Regions from separate parts of the Zea mays genome. Here region 2 is linked to region 1. The links are chromatin contacts, called in public Hi-C maps. All regions are on one chromosome and are shown on one strand. The core of a region is the stretch at or near the end of the contact, and the rest is flanking DNA. Distances in the headings are between cores, read along the strand shown. Region 1 holds the start of LOC100284531 (blue copper protein). Region 2 holds the start of LOC100381623.

Evidence for each region. Hi-C and Micro-C count contacts between places; a contact is called where the count stands out from the background.
Region 2: a Hi-C map of tassel shows a contact between it and region 1, with 3 times the contacts expected there. The contact joins the promoter of LOC100381623 here to the promoter of LOC100284531 in region 1. A contact is called at or near these places in 3 of 25 Hi-C or Micro-C datasets (ear, leaf and tassel).

The regions. Positions count from the first base shown.
Region 1 is chr5:195,292,762-195,298,217 of Zm-B73-REFERENCE-NAM-5.0, reverse strand. LOC100284531 (blue copper protein) reads left to right here and starts at 1,799. Exons shown (of 2, transcript NM_001367333.1): 1 at 1,799-2,001; 2 at 2,134-2,775. The coding sequence starts at 1,833. The coding sequence ends at 2,603.
Region 2 is chr5:195,453,777-195,459,158 of Zm-B73-REFERENCE-NAM-5.0, reverse strand. It overlaps LOC100381623, which reads right to left and starts at 1,929. Exons shown (of 9, transcript NM_001174440.1): 1 at 1,887-1,929; 2 at 1,646-1,777; 3 at 1,469-1,525; 4 at 456-561. The coding sequence starts at 1,895. LOC100284299 (methylglutaconyl-CoA hydratase) reads right to left here. Exons shown (of 8, transcript NM_001157194.2): 3 at 5,078-5,152; 4 at 4,774-4,864; 5 at 4,624-4,675; 6 at 4,176-4,279; 7 at 3,998-4,074; 8 at 3,251-3,814. The coding sequence ends at 3,638.

The DNA of each region.
Region 1 (5,456 bases), core at 550-3,049:
TCAACAAAGGGCCATGTATATATAAAGAGCTTAGTCTTTTACTCTTATTATCTAGAATCTGGGTATTACAGGGACCTTGCACGTTCTCGATGTCTTCTTCACCAAGGTTCGGATGGTCGTCCACGACGTCGTTTGGGCCCCCGGAACGACCATCCGTTTCGAGAGTCTCGGCTTTGTCATCGACAAAGAGGGGGAAATGGTTAGGGCCCCGAAAACCTAGTCCCCCTCAATGAAGGGTTTGGCTGACATCGCTAGAGGCTTTGGAGGCCTCCAACTTAGCCCCCTCAAGATAACGACAGACGATGGTGCATGACTGGACCCGCCCGTGTCGAGTTCATATGAATGACTGACTCGTTCCACGACCTTCTCCTGCCAGGATCGGAATACGGACACGTCTCCTCATCCAGCGGAGCGAGTCATGATCTAGCTCAAGAGTGCTTCGTGGCTAGCACTCCAGAGGACCGCTCTCACTCACGGGAAGTCCCAAGGGAACCCTCACCAGCGTCATGATGGGCGCGACAACATCTGCCCCGCCTCGGCTCGATCTACCCTGCCAAAGGCTGTCGCTAGGACCGAGTCATTCTCAAAGTAGCCAGTACCTCGCGACTGACAAACAAGGGATGCCATGTCTGCGATCGTCCCATCCGCGATGAGGTGGTGGACGAACACGCACTACAACATCTAGTGTTCGTCGCCGCGTAATCAGGGATGAAAACGGGCCACAACGGTTCCTTCTCGCAAGCTAGAACATCGCGGTCATTGATTTCATACAAGAATACTCCTTCCGTCCACATGGTTTAGTTGTTTTTTGGTTTGTCCTAAATCAGTCACTATCAACTTTGACTGATTATACCGGATGTTTCATAAGATTTTACAACATAAAAGTAAAGCTATTAGGTTCATCATAATTTGAACTATCATAATATGTTATTCTTGTAGTTTAAAATAATTTAATGTTATATATATTGTTGGCTAAAGTTAAAATAGTTTAATTTAGAAAAAACTTAAAACGACTAAATCACGTGGATGGAGTGAGTACATTACTGGGTCTCAAAAAGAATATAATAGACATAAAGAGTTGTTTTCGGCTTTCTATCATGCACGGACAGCAGCTGCAGAAATGGCCCAGCAATCGCCTTCTAGCTCATCTGCTTGGCACTTTTTTGAGATAGAGAGATAAAACCTGCTTGACTATGGAAAGCTAATCAATCATCGATGTGGAATTAGAGTCAAAGTAGGTCCGCGCAAGGTACGAAGCAGATATCATGAGCATGGTTTGTTCAACGACTCAACCAAAACTTGCTGTCTACGTACGTGCATCCTTCGAGCTGTACCTTTCATGTAGTATGAGCCTGGTTCGGACTAGAGGTCGGAGACCTCAAGCGGCGGAACAAGTGCTTTCTGAGTTCTGACCAAGATAGCTCTCAGGCTATATATAATCAGGCGTTTAAGTGAAGCAAGCCGATGCCCACGAAACAGGCACACGAGGCATGAGCTAGGGTCACATGTTTCACGCAATGCTCGTCTACTGATCTCAGGCTTTGCGACTTCGCGTCAATGCTCAGCAGTGTTTTCGCCTCGCGGGTGTAGGCGTATATAGTTCAGATTTGTTGGTTTTGGTCCTGCATCACCATGAATTGTCCAGGGAATGAATCTGGGGGCGCCAGAGCAGCAGAGTTGGTGACGAGCATAACTGAACCAACTCCACCAAAACTTACCAAATCGCCTTTAGCTAGCACCTGCATCGCAACCCTATATATAACCACTGATCACTCCGAGTCACCGCACTCAGCGGTCCGTGTTCTTGATCGATTAAGCTGTCCTCAACCATCATGGCTGCCATTATGGCGGCAGGTCTGGTAGTACTGGCACTCCTCGCTGCCGTCGCCGCTCCGGCGCACGCCACGGACTACGTGGTGGGCGACTCGGCCGGGTGGGCCAGCGGCGTGGACTACGCCACCTGGGCGAGCGGCAAAACCTTCGCTGCTGGGGACAACCTAGGTGAGTCGTACGTCGTACTTCTAGTTTTAACTGTGGTCAAGGCTGTCTGTAAAGCGAGTACAAGCTCGACAAGCATATAGCCCACATGTCGTCGGCCGCTGACAAGGTGCACGCGTGCGCGCGTTCGTGCAGTGTTCCAGTACAGCGCGATGCACACGGTGGCGGAGGTGAGCTCCGCGGACTACAGCGCCTGCTCGGCCAGCAACTCCATCCAGTCCTACAGCGACCAGAACACCAAGGTCGCGCTTACGGCGCCCGGCACGCGCTACTTCATCTGCGGCGCCCCGGGTCACTGCGGCAACGGCATGAAGCTCGCCGTCACGGTCGCCGCCGCGGCCGCCACCACCACCCCGGAGACGTCCACGTCTACGCCCGCCGCAACGACGACGCCCACCACGACCAACGCTGACACGCCCAACGCTGACACGCCTCCGGAGACGTCCACGTCTACGCCCGCCGCAACGACGCCGCCCACCACGACCAAGTCCACGTCCACCTCGAGCACTAGCAGCACTGGTGCTGCCTGCGGTGGGGAGGCCCGGCTCGGTATGGGCATTTTGGCCGCGGCCGCGGGCCTCGCCGGGCTCGCCCTGATGGGCTAGGCTAGGCAAGAGGCAGTGCTGTTTCGGTTTTCCTTATGTCCCCTGCTTTTCCTGTTGGTTGCAGCCCTGTAGCCCATTGTGTTTACTGTCTACGCACCCTCCTCCATTCACGTTTATGCTCACGATGGCTTGTTCGAGGCTCCTGCTGAATACATGTACGATCATTCTTACTCAGCTGTTTGCCTCTCTCTTCCTTCTAGAGCTAGCTGGTAACGAATCAAAATGGAAGAAAAAAACTAATTAAATCTACGCAATCCAAATTCAATACCAAATAACAAAGGCCGGGTATGTCGACTGCAGCGGTGAGGACCTGTTTGGTTAGAAAGAGATTAAAGGGGAAATTACGATCACTCATTTCCTTCTGAATCATAGCACAACGATGTTTCAATGATGACCAATTATGATTTGACTCTAATATGTTTTATTTTTGTGAAAGTATTTCCATACTCTTTCCCAAAATATGCCATCTTTTATCTCTCCATGTAATAGAATATTTACTCACATTAAGATAGCCTAAAACCAACAGTGTGTCCTCTTGTTCACTGAAATTCTTGGATCGCCACCTTTTAGTTGCCTGTGAGCTCATTTCATTCACTACCGGTGAATCTGTCACCTTATTATCAACTTGCACATAATCAGCTGCCCCATAATCACTTTGCAACATCCTGGTTTAGTAGTGATGTGAAGTAACCACTCTGGGAATCTAGTATGGTGCAAGAATAGAATAGTTACTACAACCTAAAAACATTGTTCACACAAACACCAGCAAAAGCAATTGACAAATACATGAAGATCAACAGGTGAACAATACATGATCGTTGCCGAACATTGAGTGTGGTCGTCGAAGTGCAGGTTGCGGACGTTTAGTCGTCATCGAAGAGGAATTGTCATTGCCCAACCGTGACCGAGATGCAGGTTGTCAGCGTGTAGCGACGCTGGTTGACATGGGACCTCCTGATTCATGTCGTGTTGCATCTTTCGCAGCATTTGGCGATGGCATTCGACGACCCATTTGTGGTTGTTGGGGCTTCCTTTGATGCATGCGATGGAGGAGATTGAGGTCACAGGAGATGGGCGTGCCCACGGGTGGGAGCAGGGCTTGCCGACGGGGTGGTAGCAAGGCGCGCCGAGCACAGGGCAACACTGCGCCAACGTGAACGAACTTGGTCGGGAGGGAGTAGTCCTGTTCGCTGGCGGTGATGAACCTGGGCACAGGTAATGGGTGCGTGGGCCGTGGGCATCCATGCGTGACGTCGCCTCACCAAGATCGGCGAACGGGATTCCCTGCACGCCGGCGACTCACCTAGTTGGGTGGTGGAGCAGAGATAGCTGACGTACGGGAACTGTGCACCAGCAGCTGTAGATCACGTACGCAGACGACCCATCGATGAAGGGGATGAAGATTCACAGAACTTTGGGTGGTTGAGATACTAGGACTTCTTAGATGGGGTCTTATTTTGAGCGTCTGTATTAGTTCTCTAAACATGTTTCTGAATATAAATTTAAGAAGTTGTTATTAAATACGGTCCAACAATTCTCTAAAAGAGGTTGCTAATTTACAAAGTCCCTACTCAACCCTATATTGTTGCTAAATGTAGTAACCTCTTGTTCACTCTCGAAATAGAGAACTATTAGATAACACGAAAAAATTAACCCACTATTATCATTTAGCAACTCCATACATCTGATTTTAGGGAGCTTTTTTTTACAAAACAATTAAAAATGCTCTTAAGACCTTAGGACTGGATTCCTATATAAATTTGCTCCAAGTTTATAAAATAGGACCTTTTGGAAGCTATTTCTTAGTCCTTAACCTTTAATTTAAGATAGGAAAGAGTCCAAATTACTACCTTGAAGTATGCCCCAAGTTCAGATTACCCCTCTAATATATTGATTGGTCTACTTAACCCCTACAATTTGCAAAACCGTCTCATTTTTCACCTTTTTTTAAAAAAAAATAGAACCGATTTGATGACGTGGAGACACATAGAGTATGACTTGGTATGAAAAAAAATCATATATTAAAATTAGAAAAAGGAAAGTCGCATGTTTTCTGGCTATCGGGAATTCTGAACATATTGATTTCCTCGTGGGCTCATCAAGTTCGTCAGGCGGTCATTGGCGGTCGGTCCTTATACCGGCGGTGGTGCTTTGCTCCTTTCCACCCTCTCTCCTGGCGGAGGATCCTACTACAGAGCCAGTGGCTGCCTCTCGGTTGTGATCCAGAGATTTATTGCCTTCACCGGTGAGGCCTTTTTTCTCCTATGGTCAGTCTAGATGAGGCATTCACCTGTGAGGTATTTTATCTATATATCTATATTAAAGTTTTATTAGATACGAAATAATACAATTTCTACCCCATAAAAAAAATGAAATTGGTATTTAACAGACGTCTGAAATCTCTCTTCCTTTTCAGGCAATAGAGGTTAGAGGATAGTCACCGGGATACTGGTGGATTGGATATGATCACTACTAGCAGGGTTCAGAATAGTCACGGACTCACGTTATTATAGACGAATCCTGAGCAGTCAGGCGACTGAGAGGCATAAAAAGCGATGAAAAAAAAAGAAGATATTTCCACCCCTACCCTGAGCACGGAAGACTAGCATTGAGTTTTGCAGCGTAAATCTCTAGCGCCATATATATAGACCTGAACTCATGGGCTCATGGTCCAGACCGCGCGCAGAGCACTAATCCTAGCACCTCAGTCGTGCTTAGCGTTGTCACGGCTCCACACGGCCGCATCATGGCGCCATGGCCCGTCCAACCACACCTTGCTCCGCCAATTTATGTGCATGCGCCAGGCCGGAGCGAGAAATCAGGCTGAAATCGCCTTTCATCATCATCAGCGAA
Region 2 (5,382 bases), core at 680-3,179, 160 kb before region 1:
AAAAAATTTCAATTTATGATGATAGATCATGGAAACATAAGGCGAAACAGACAAGGGGCTGAATAGAGAGAGTATCATTGTAGTTTTCGCCAAAATATGCTGATTGGCCAGTAACCATGCCCTCAGGTCTCGAGCCAAATTCACTTGATTAAGTCAAACTTTTTTAGTTTCAGTAGTGCCAAAGACAAGAGGATCCAGTGAAGCTTCATAAACCAAGCAAAGAATTTTCTCTGACGCCTGATATCATAAATAGTACTAACTTTTGGTAAATAGACCTGAAGGCCAACTAGGACTCAATACATTTGGGGAACCTAAATGACCTGGTACAGGAACAGGAGAAGTTTGGCCTTCTATATTAGGTCATATACCCATCGATCATCGTGACTCAAAACAGCAAGTCGTAAAGTGTAAGACAGTACACCATTAGCTCAATTGCAAATTTGAAGTTAAATTACCTAGCTTGATTTGAGATGTTGCATTTCCTATTGCATGAATAACACCAATTGTTCCACAAGCATTGCCAATAGTCTGCTTTGTAAAGTATACCTTCTTGCTCAAATCCTACACAAATTCAGGGATAAAAAACATAGATCCAACATTGAGTCAGGAATATTCTCAAGGTAAAAAAGAGATTCAAATAAATTGATATTTATTTGAATTGGGGACCGATATACATGTGAATTGATGTCCATTAAAAAATTATGTGCAACTCCAAAGAGTAAACAAAAAGCACAGGTATCTGTTTGCTTTCATACCATTAAATGGAAGGACAAGAAAATGGGAGCCAGATGTTAATAAACAGGTTCTTTGAAAAATGAAACAGATAGTTTACTGAATATTACATGAAAGTGAAGTAAGAACAAAAGTTGGATATCATAAAAAGTTAATACTGCATAGTATTACGAAATTGATACATAGAGCGTCTACCATTGTATTTGCCAAGTGAAAAGCTGTGATGTGCCACAGAAATTGGTGCATATCGTTTGTGGTGTGTAAGAAAATATTTCAAGCAAATTAACCATAGAAAATGAATATTGATAGTTTTTTTTGTAGCAATTCTGTAGAGACCAAAACGCTGAAGCAGTCACTGTAGAAGTGGAGTTTATTTGATGATCTAAAAATTGTAGGAATTCCTTGAGTATTGAGTATTTCATTAAGTAATATATACCACCACCACATAATACTCTTACTTGATTCAACTGGTAACAAAACCAGCGTGATAGTGTGGATAAGAGCATAAAATAGACAAGTGAAACATAACATGAACAATTCAATATCTTGTTACCTAGCTAATAGCTACAGTTGCTTTCATTTCCAATTTCTAGGCATCTATCACCTTACAAACGCAAGTGGATATCTACTCTATCCTACTTCAGGGCTCGAGCATCTTCAAAGTAGCCAAGGCGTTGTGTCCAAAACACTACAATCACAGGACATGAAAAAACATAAGTGGATAATACAACCACACCTTGCCCCCTGCGGTCGATTTGGCAGAAACACTTGATTCTTCTTTATTCTCCTCGTCCTGATCAGACGACGAATCCATCAATCCCCGCTTTGGCGTCACATAAACAAAAGCAAGCGAAGCACACCATTGGACACAGCATCCAATGGGATGGTCAAGACAACCAAAAGCGTTACTTACCAGGGAGGTGAACGGGTAGAGGAAGAGGACTGCGAGAACGGGATGGGGCACCAAGGCGATCAGCTCGTCGTCCAGGCCGTAGACGTCGCAGAACTGCACAGCCCTCTCGGAGACTCCCAGACCCCATATGAACTGCACAAACCCACTCCGCGGCAGCAATCAGCGAGAGCGGCGCACGATTCGGGAGGGAACAAAACCCTAGCAAGCGCCGCCGCCGTTAGGCGGAGGCGCGCGAGCTCACCTGGTTCATGACGTCCGGGTTGGCCTCCAGTGGGATCCACCGCTTCCCCATCTTCTCGGCGCGCGGCGGTGGCCGGTGGAAGAGGAGAGCGGAAGCGGGGCCTGTCGACTAGCGAAGGAACAGAGGCGGCGGTGAAAAGCGATCGGAATCGGGGGGTGAAAATGGAAAAGGCGCGAACGCAGGCTGAGTAGAGACTGGGCATTCATTTTTTTAAGATTCGGTTCGGAACCGATTTGCCATGCCGGCATGCCGCCCACGCGGCGCACGGCCTGGAAGCCTACCTGGGCGGTTGGGCCTGAACCTGAAGACAGTACGCACAGCAGTACTAGGCGGTTTTGTCTTCAAACTTGCAAGTTGCAACGATTTCTTTCGCTCATCCATTTGTTAAGAAAAAGCGCAACGATTTCTTTCGCTCATTCATTTGTTCAGAAAAAGCGCAAAAGTGATTACTGTACTTATGGCATGTAAAACTCTAAGACGATGGTTTGATTTTCTAAATATAAGAGATATTTAAGAGATTGCATGATACAACTCTGAGCCTCTAGACCATAAATACAGTTCAGAGACATTATATATGGAGAATCCTATATAGACCCCTCAAGGGACCTCACGTGGCGTACATGTCCTTATATGGTAACTTTATGTTAATCATACAAACTATTAGGTCATGTATAACCCAAATACTGGTTGGTTTTCAAGTACATTAGACAGCTAAGAAACTACATAAGAGCAACTCCAAGAGACTAGGTATATGATTTTGTAAAGGTAAATTTAGCTAATATTAAAAGAAAATTGTATCCAATAGACTCTGTAAACGACTCTTCAAATTTAGTGGCTCTCTATTTCTCCATCTTCGCTCTCCAATTTTAGATAGCCTGCTTCACTCTCTATTCAATCCGTAGGTTTACCGAGTCTGTTGGATTAGCCTACACTTTTTCTCTAGAATCTATTTTAGAGAGTAGCTAAATCAGTAAATTTAGCTAGTCTTTTTAGCTAATCTCTTGGAGTTGCTCTAATATATCAATCAAAACACAATATGTATTAAGAGTCGTGTAGAGACGGAGTCAGCGAAGAGCCTATCTCTTGATTTATTTCATTTATCCCTCTAGAAACTCCTAAAGAGACCACATATAACATATTAGGCCTTGTTAGCTTATAAGGAATGAAATCCTACCATGAATTTAATCTGGGGCTGTATTAGTTGAATCTATACCTCACACCCAATCTCATAGTAGGATTAAATCCATCATTTAATCTATGTATCTTTCAAAGTTAGTTATTCTTTTTTTTTTGATGCATGTATTCTAATATAAACTTGTGCAATATCTTCATAGATTTATTCCATTTCTAATGAGCTATGGATAGAATCAATGAGCTATGGATAGAATCAATGTGATTGTGCATGCCCTTAAACACTGTCTCGATGCTAATTTTAACAATCTCACAGCGGTATTTGGGCTTACTTTTATCAGTAATGATTATTGAGGTCCAACTCAAATCTCACATTCGTAAGGGAAATGGACTCCAATCAGCCCAGCTGTCTAATCTGTCTATCTTAAGTCTAAAGCCGCAGCCAAATTCACCTCGTTCAGAACACATAGGTAGCAGCGCTGATACATCTTATCTTATTTCCTGAAAGTTACAGAGAGACATGAATTTGCACATATCAATGTCATGCAATCATGCCACTATTATTGGATGGCATGTTAATGCGACTTTCTATTATTATGAATCTAAGACCATACACGGCCCTACTTCCCTTTATATATAGGCTTTCTTTTCTCGGCGAATGCGGCTAGACCCTCAAGACGATCCTCAGTGTGCAGGACTTGCTGGTAGCATTCTTCTTCAACGGCCAATGCTGAGGGCAAGTCTACCTCTGCCCCTTGATCGATGGCCTTCTTAGCCATTTTTACTGCTAACGGGCCCTGGCATAAAGAACCGAGCTCAGGATATTTACAATGACGGGGAAGTATCTAGCGACTAGCATGAATCAATTGAGGCAATGAAAACCGACAAATAAAGTATCTGCTGGGAATTCTCAGATGGCGAATAACTTTGCTGATTCTTCTGTCAAAATAAAGCATGTAGGCTGTTCAGCGGTTTCTTACTTTCTGGTTTATCTCCCGCGCAAGTTCAAGAGCCTTTTGATAAGCGTCGCCGGCAGGAACACAGTAGTTTACTACTCCTGCAATGTGAGCATACATGACCCTTCAAAGAATCGATAAAAGTTGCCCTTGAGGAAGAAGTCGTAACAGCAGGAAGCAGATCTCAGGACGTTAAACTGACCCATAGTTACAGCCTCCACCGCATCGAATCTACGACCAGTGAATATTAGTTCTTTTGCTCTTGACCTTCCAACAATCCTAGGAAGGCGCTGTGTTCCTCCAGCACTGTATATTGTATCAAATGGATGTCAAGGGCTGAAAATGTCATTTGAATCTAGACCTCCAAATAATTCACAAGGTAATTTCACCGTGATATGCCACTCAGATATAAAGATTGATACAACATCCTTTATGTTTCAATAAAGTCAGAATCAAGGCTGAAATTTTAAACATTGTTATGAAGGGTGGAATGCATGCACTAAGGCAAGGAAATTGTATAGCAGGAACAGGTTTGACTTGTAGTTATAAATAAATTCACATGGCTACTGCAGTTCCAGCTTTATTTGAGACAAAACATCATAAGTATGTATAAAGAACTTGCAAAGTAAAGAACAGGCTTGGTGACATACCCTGGGATAATAGCAAGGCCAGTCTCTGGCAAACTGAATTTTGCATCCTTGCCTTGAATCATTTTGAAAATAAAAATGATTCATTTGGTGAAAGAAACGAACCAAATCTATTCCCGTAAGCATAAGATTGATGCAGATTAAAATCACTACCACATATGCGAAGATCACATGACAGAGCCAATTCTAACCCGCCACCAAAAGCAACCCCTTCGACAACAGCAATTGTAGGAATAGACAGTGCCTGCTTAAACATGATACAAAAATTTACATCTATTGGAGAGTTTATGCAACACTTGTCAGTTAAAATGCAATTGAGAATGCATACGAAATGAACATTGGTCTGGATAGCTTTATCTAGAGTTTCACTTTTCATCACCATGGATTTCCTAAATTTCCAAAAATCTGAGAGCAACTGTACAGAAACAGAAGAATATATTGTTATTTTGCAACAAACCTCAAAGGATGAAAATGTAGACCTTAAGGAATTAACGAAGTCCCGAACTTCACTAGGACCCATCAACCTCCTTTCCTGTCAACATAAAAGACATGCAGTACAAAACGGATACATGGTTTAGTCTTATACTGATATATAGGATATACAAAGGTCAAATATTAAACAAATGACTAGCACTTGTTTAGAAAATCAAACAAATTTCTTCACAAAGCAATACTGTAAACAGTACGCAAAGTCATAGTCACTTGAGTTACTCATAAAGTCATAATGTAGTACATTTATGCAAACTTTGGAGTTTGTCACCA